Linked DNA regions of Rattus norvegicus: region 1 is linked to region 2. The links are chromatin contacts, called in public HiChIP or PLAC-seq maps. All regions are on one chromosome and are shown on one strand. The core of a region is the stretch at or near the end of the contact, and the rest is flanking DNA. Distances in the headings are between cores, read along the strand shown.

Region 1 (4,241 bases), core at 406-2,905, 1.2 Mb after region 2:
GGTGATAAAAAGTCTGACCTGGGCATGAAGAGAAGCTCCAGGGAGGTCCTTTAGACCCTCTGTGATAAGATGTTTCTCTTGGAAAGTTTAGTGATGCAGATGCAACTGAGATAGAAAGGAGTCCACAGACTCCTGCGTATGCTAATCTCAGCAATTCTTGTGCAAGGGACCCTCCTTTGTAGCTTGCCCATCTCTATGCATTCTCTCCTGCTGTCATTAAACTGAAGTTATTTTCTGATGATAATTTTCTTCTTTTGACAATCCTTTGAGTGAGAAACATTTATACTTAAAGGACCAAACTCAGAATAATTGCTGTGATCGAAAGAAAGTTTATTTGGACTAAATTTAATAAGTTAATATCAACAAACCTCTACTGATTGAATACCCACTATATGTTGTTGGTGCATCAGAGACTAAAGAAATGAAATTGTCGCCCTCATGAAGCTGGCATTACAGAAAAGTGCTGTAGATCAAATGGCTACATATGTTAGAGACAATGGGGCAGTACCTGAAGAGTAAGGTGGAGAGGGGGAGGGGTTTGGGTTTTAAGTAGGGCAGTTGGGGTAGCCTGGGGATGAGGGAATGAGAAAATGGACACTAGGATTATTCAGATACATGCCAGGACAGAAGCTAAGACAGACACGATACAGAACACCCCATTTCTGGGAACCTGATTACAATTTGTCTACATAGGCTCTGCTTTTGGAAAACAGAGAAGGGATAAAAGAAAAACACAGTGAAAAGACTCACTCCAAAACAATAATTTGCATTTCGTGTGCATAAACCTTCTGAGAAGTGGCTAGCTGTCTTCTCCCAAGGGTCACCAGCGACTTGTGATATTTGATCACAGATCTTCAGTCACCCAGATTCCTTAAAGGAAAGCTCTCCAACACTGTACCGGAAACCTCTTAGGCTGAGATGTGTGTGTGCAGACATGTTGACTGGTTTGAACATGTTCCGTTCCTCTTGTTCCTTTTGCACTCTGGAAGCAAGATTTTTAAAACTGACATCAGAGAATTAAAGCAGGGGGTAGGAAGTGAACAGGATGGATTATGAAATAAACTAAGCAAGAAGAAAAATTATGAAATATACTAAGCAAGAAGAAAACAACATAATAAAACAGTAAGAAAAATTAAAGCAACCTTAACAATTAAACAAAGAAATACACAAAACGTGTTCAGCATATAATGAAGTGTTTAGAATTTATTAGCCAAATTTCATCACAAACTTTGGAAGCGGGTGCAGCTGTCTACAAGTGGAGAAATGGCCACAAGAAATTGTGTGGTTTTGTGCAGTAACAGTTTTGTCACTTATTTCTAAAGACCCATAGAAGGACGCGTGTAAATTCAGACACATTATACGTCCACATACAACCTGCTGAATTCAATGTATACACATTCAACGAACACATATTCAATTTGAAACGACAGGAAGAAAAATAATGTGCTTAATCTCAGATGGCAGGAAACACAAGTTTAGTCTCTTCGGGCTGCTGTATAAATCACGCCTTGCTCACTTTCTTATTAGATAAAAGGGAAACCCTTAATGCTTAATAACAGCACTAAAGGTCAGTGATGAGCCCAAGAAGCACCAAACAAACAAAACAGCAGGGACCCCGGCAGCTTTCTACTTCAGGGCGTGCGCCCGACTCAGGCAGTGGGCGGAGCCGAGAAACCGAAAGAGAAAGCGGGCTGGGCGCAGAGGACCTCGGGCGCCGGGATGAAGCCTCACGCGGCCAGCCTTTTGCTGCTGTGTTGCTGCTGTCTCGGCCGCGGGGTCGCCCGGACCTGGCCTTGGAGCCCCCAGCGGGAGGCGGCTGCCTTGCGGGTACCAAGTTCGCTCCCTTTACTTGTCCACTGCCCCGGGGCTCCTAGGGAGGGACCCAAACTCCAAGCGCGCATTTCCCCAGTAGAGCAGCTCCCTAAAAGCCTTGATTTCTCAAGGCAAGGATTAGTATGCTGTGCCCCAAAACACTAAAAGATGTCCAGGGCAAAGCTAAGGGGAACAAGTGCCCTCTCAACTCCAAAGCTTTCCCCACACCAAACCTGTCTCATAGAAAGCCGCCGGCAGAGGGCACTAGCTCCCTCCTGTGACTGGAAGTTCAAATGCCAGGAGCAGCTTCTTAATTCTGAGAGACTTCGAAGATGGATAAATGATTCTCTGTCCTTTATCCATCCACTGTCTACCACTTTACTATGAAGTTCTCTCTGGCTTTATTGCTTTTAAAAATTTTTCATAGTAATCCAATTTCTTTCTGAAATGGACCGAGTGGCTAACCGCGGATACATTTTCCCCAGTAACCAGGGAAACTGGCCGGAATGCGGATTCACACTTGGCCTCAGTTGCTATAGGTGATGCTATCTGACAGGTTTTTAAATCTGAAAAGATGCCATCACCATTTTATTAGAGAAGGAAACTCATCTGCTCTGACTCAGAGTCTGAATTCAAGGATGCTGCTCATGGGCCATTTAATTAGGGTCTCCTGTTGTTTTCTGAGATTTCTATGGGGCTTCATAGCTCAGCTTCCTTCCGCTGTCCTCTTTGGCCTAAGTTGGTTTCAGCTACCCTTGTGTTGTACTCAGATCAAAATGTGTGCCCTTTTTGCTCCCTTTGTTACTTTTAAGCTCATTTCTTGTTATCAGAAGCACTATTTCTCGCCAGAGTCCTTGACCTATGTGTTACCGAGACCTGTTCTTGACTTCATCTCCTGATGGACTAGACCCACTGGGGTGAAGTAGTCAGTATCATGGGTGTTGACAATGTGTTTATTGGCTAAATAGTTTTTTTTAAATCTTGAATGTTGAAGGTCAACGATGTAAGTGTATAATTTCTTTCCTCCTGGCTGAAATAAAGCGAGGTTGCCAACAAAAGCAACTTAAAGAAGGGTCTGCCTTGGCTCACACTTCAGGGGAGAGTCTATCATGATGGGGGTGTCATGGTAGCATGTGTGTGGAGCACCTGTCCACACTAAATCAACATCCAGGAAGGGAAAGACACGGATACTGTCTTCCCAGCTCATTTTCCTATCTTTATTCAGTCCAGAACCCTATCACCTGACACAGTGCCTTTTTAGTTTACGATGGGCTTCCTACCCTAGTTACACTCATCTAGAAGCATCCTCAGACTCGGCTCAAAGGTTTATTTCCATGGATATTCCCAAACCCAGTAAATGTACAGTCAAGATTACAGTCACAGTCACTGATAAATTACAAAATAGAATGTGTGTGAATTGTAATTTACATGCCTACTCATATTTTACTCATGAGGAAATTGAAGCCCCCAGACAAATGTCTAGAAAATGCCACTCTTTTGAAGAGAAATGCAACCAAGGATCCATCTAGGAAGTTAAAGGTTGGAAGTTGAAGAAAACACATAAAAAAATCTTACTACATTTTTAAAACTTCAGGTTAAAAACACCAAAACCGTGTTCCAAGCAGTTCCTGGTAGCAGGAATTTGCCTGCTAAGTTAGATGACCAGTTTTCTGAGAATTTAGTCCTTAAACAATAGCTACAAATTGTGAGTCCCCCTGTATGAATTAAAATATATGATAAGGGAAACTGGCTTGTAAGTCTGAAAAGCTTCATTTTAACAAAATTGTTTCCACTGTTGAATCCCTTGATTGGAGATTCTGTTTTCTTACAAGGCACATTGTGTACAGAATCTACAAAGTTATTTTGTTTCACAATGAAGCGAAACATTTTAAATTATGCTATAAAGTAAAATTGAGTAAGGAAGTACTCTAAATTCCACCGAATATTCCTTAAATGAAAACAAACAGCAGCCCTAACAGCTACCATTTCATTATTACTCAATGAGTCAACGCTCCTCCATAGCTTATTATGGGATGCCTTACATGCTACCTGAAGGAAAAGGAAAGGAAGGGCACTCGCACTCCCACGAGGTAGACTTTGCTTTCTGCTCTTGGTCTCCTGTGAGTATTGGCTGATTCTCTTTTCTTTACCTTAACTTTTCTTGTGGAAAGCAGATGAGAGACTCAGCTTTGTGATACTGTCACAAATAAAACCTCAGGTGGCCTACCTTAGTGGAGGAGAGCTTTGTGTTTCCTTACTGTTTCTGTCCATGCTTAGCTGTGACTTTGAACCTTTGGAGGCAAGGTGCCCTATGGAGCCTGCCGTAGAGGATACCTATTTGTGTCTCTGCAGCAGGGAAACAAGAGGGAAATGCCAGGGCCCGAATTGCCCTCCACCAGTCACCAAAACCAGTCTGCATTCTTAGCCTA
Region 2 (3,650 bases), core at 548-3,047:
GGCCTGCGTCAGTCTCGTGCCCGCGCCCCTCGGGTGGGCATTATGTAACAGCCCCGGGCCCAACTCCACAACCATTGCAATAACTTGTCCCGTGCAATAGAACGACGTGGGGCTTGCGGGGACTGCAGGTCGAAGCTGCCCTGCCAGGCTACAGGACTAAGGCATGAGATCTGTCCAACAGTCCCACAGCGCGCCCTGGGGAACAGCGTGTTCTCTTCTGGTGGAGTGCCAATAGGCGCTCAAGAGGGAGGGGGTTGGGAGATCCTCTTTGGAGGCGCCAGAATCAAGCCAGAACCCCCTGAATTCGAAAGACCAGTCCAAGTCCAACCCCTACCCCCAGATTCTAGGGTGCACATACTGTCACACTGTTCAATGGCTTTTGTCCCCACTTCACAGCCCGCTGGCCAGTGGGGGTCCCAAAGATTACAGCCACCTTCTCTCTGTACCCTCACACGCACGCGCGTGTGCAGTCACTCCCACCCACACATGACAGGCCGGCAAAACACACACACACACACACACACACACACACACACACACACACACACACACCATCCTTCACCAGCATTCACAGGCTTGCTTTCTCTGTGCAGCATAGGAAGAACGTGAATATTCATTACTTACAAGCATTGGTGACTGCGAAACTGTTGGCTACCTCCAAATTGTCGATATGGGGTGTCAGTCTGAACTCCGAAGTGGAAAACTGAACCATCCCTACCCGAAATGCACTGTATTCTTGATCAGCGCCCCTTGGAAATAGCCCCCCTGCAAAGAATAAATAGCAAGCAAGAGAACATTGTCAGAGCCCTGGAGAGGTAAGAGTGGGGTGCTAACACCCAGCAGCCCCAGAGTCTCTTATTCACACTAACCACTAGAATAAACATAATCAGTGAGTTGGGCAGCAAGGGTCGGACATCCAAAAGGTGCCCAATGAATCTAGGCAAGGAGGGGAGTCTAAAGACCAAAAATGTTCTCCCTTTTAATCTCAAGCTTTGCGATCATACCCCCGAAAATCTGAACACACTAGGAGATGCCTTAAGGCAGAAGTAACGCAGTCCCGGGGTCAGAACAGATCCTCTCCCCGCTATTGTGTCAAAAGGCATACTCATGTCTTTTTACTTCAGTCTAAAAAAAAATCATGTATATTCTAGGTAGTTTAAATCTGGAATGCAGTCAAGGTATGACATAAGTCTACATGACATGAATTAATTTGGTCACTGTGAACAAAGATTAGCACCAAATTATGCACAATTCAAAGGCATAAGACAAAAGGTACCTACCTATCTGTATGCTGTTAGAAGAGACACCAAAAATCAGTCCCCATAAAACAGGAGAAAGGAGGACAGAAATATGCATAATCTTTTGCATTTCCAAGAAAAGTAGAGCATCCACAAAATATCCCCTCGTTTCCCTTTCTTCCTCTTCCTTCTTTGACTGTTTTCCTCAGCAAATTAGATCCTCTGCATTGTGAGGTCGATATTTAGCAAGGAGCTGCTAAAAACACGAAGTGAAGGCAGAAGAATCCTTATTTCCCAGTTGTAGCTGGTGGCTGTTGATGCCTTGCGTCCTGTCCCTGCTCCCGAAGTCCCGAGGACTGGCTGAATGCAGTTTTTAGCTGAGCTGCCGCTGTAGTCCTGGTGTCTGGGAATATCAGCACCCTCCCATGCACTCACACAATCACCCTCTCTCGAGCTCTCTTCTCCCTCTCTCCTCTCTCACACGAGCGCGCACACACATACACACACATACACACACACGCACACACACAGGAAAGTCACAGAGAGGGGCAGGCAGTCTCGGGCGCGCGTGCGCGACTCAAGGCAGGCAGGGAGCTCGCGCACCTACCCCTCCCCCGCACAGCGCCCTGCACCCTGCACAGCCCTGGCAGCTTCTGCACGGTGCCGAGAAAGCTCAGCTCAGAGCCGGGCAGCCTGGTGCCTCTTAGAGACCTCCAGTCTTGCGCATCCGATTTTAGCACCGAGGACAGCGCTTTAGTCGGAGCTCTGGGCTGAGGTTGCAGGGTTTATGGTAGCTGCAGAGATGCTCCAGCCAGATCCAAATGCTGCAAAACTGATTTCCGGTTGCTATGCCTGGGAAGCCGAACTGCTAATTGCTATTGGCAGTGAAGCTTTCTTCCGTAGGGCCCTGTTGTTTTATATCAAGTACAACGAATATGATTTGATTGTCTCAAAATCCACTTAGCAATATCGACACACTGCCTTCTGCCTCACCTGACCCAGCTAAAAAGCAAAAATACTCTCTGAAAGGACGACTCCCAAAACTGTGAACTTTAGCTTCCTATGATGCAAGCATAATTCCAGGGAAACCCAAAATTCTATCCTTAACTACAAAAGATGCCGCGGAGGTTGGGTGTTTGTAACTGGATTGAACCTTTGAAGGACTTTGTGTAGGAATCCATCTTTAGAGTATGCCCCTTTGGGTTATGGTTCGATTCGTTCAAGCCGCACTGCCTGTGGATTGCTCTTGAACTACAGTGCAGACTCCCTCCTGCTGTACGGTCATGTAGACTTGGCTCTTAGATGTCCTTTTTATTTATATGGATTGAAAGGAACCGTAGGTTTCTGGGAGGAGAAAAAAAAATAGACCAAGGTTGTCTAGAAAGGATGTCCATAATCTGTCCAGACTCTAAGTTACAAACCAGATACCCCATTATATTATGGACCTTAGATTTCAAAAATAATCACTGCCTCAAAGAAGTAGGTTACCTCATTACATCAAGCCGGCTTGAATATCTGGGATATAACGAATAGGTTAGAAGTTCAAGTTTGTGAGAAGGGGCTTGGTGAAGACTCCTGATGATTCTATGTGCCTGTGAAATTCATGTTCAATATTCTACTTCATGCCAAGCCATCTCTGTGTTCCTGCTGTGACAATTCTCTCTGAAGCCTCAGAAATCCTTCACCAAACTGTATGTGTTTTGTTTTAAACAGAGAAACTAAAGAAGTCTCGGTTCAAAGATCTGTTGCCAGGAGCCAGGAGAGCCATTGAAGCTGACAACATCAAAGGGAGAACTGGCTGATGGCCCCGAAGTGCACGAGAGCACTTCCTGGTTATATCTTATGGAGGAAAGGTGACTTTAATATCACACATGGTAACTTCCTTCTGAACCCCCTTAAATCCTACTTCTGCCTTAGTCACACTGGGTCTAAAACTTCCCATTTGTTAAAATAGATTTTAAAATACATATTCTTTATAAAAATGAGAAGGAATGAACAAAAGCAAAACGCGAAGTAATATCTGTGACTTCTAAATACTGTAAGCTTATGGTTTCATGTTATGATCTCTCTGTCTTTATCTCTCTGTGTGTTTGTGTGTGGGCGCATGCGTGTGTGTCCCTACGGCAAGAATACAGAACATAGGTATAATGTACTAAGATTATAAGTTTACATATTCTAGGTGAAAAATACCTTCTTTTTATAACCAATAATTTATTTCACCTGGAAATCAAAAACTCCACACGATTTAGCAGATCCTCTAAATAGAAAAGTACAAAAGCCTTGCAGAAAATCAATAAAAATAAAATTATAGGCACGACAAGAATTATAAACATCCCAACTTGTTACATAAAGAATAATCAAACAAATTACACACATTTCCATCTCTACTTCTGACGCCCAGCACAAGAGTGG

The links. HiChIP or PLAC-seq counts read pairs in DNA pulled down with a chosen protein or histone mark.
Region 1: a contact with region 2 is called in an H3K27ac HiChIP or PLAC-seq map of oligodendrocytes, with 14 times the contacts expected there. The contact joins the promoter of Ctso here to the promoter of Gria2 in region 2. A contact is called at or near these places in 4 of 12 Hi-C or Micro-C datasets (the A7r5 cell line, the Rat2 cell line, Schwann cells and 1 more) and 1 of 1 datasets of contacts at active chromatin or transcription factors (oligodendrocytes).

The regions. Positions count from the first base shown.
Region 1 is chr2:169,526,813-169,531,053 of GRCr8, forward strand. It overlaps Ctso (cathepsin O), which reads left to right and starts at 1,656. Exons shown (of 8, transcript NM_001427175.1): 1 at 1,656-1,827. The coding sequence starts at 1,720.
Region 2 is chr2:168,365,819-168,369,468 of GRCr8, forward strand. It overlaps Gria2 (glutamate ionotropic receptor AMPA type subunit 2), which reads right to left and starts at 1,798. Exons shown (of 16, transcript NM_017261.2): 1 at 1,281-1,798; 2 at 625-765. The coding sequence starts at 1,368. LOC134485927 (a long non-coding RNA gene) reads left to right here and starts at 678. Exons shown (of 2, transcript XR_010064323.1): 1 at 678-815; 2 at 2,952-3,650.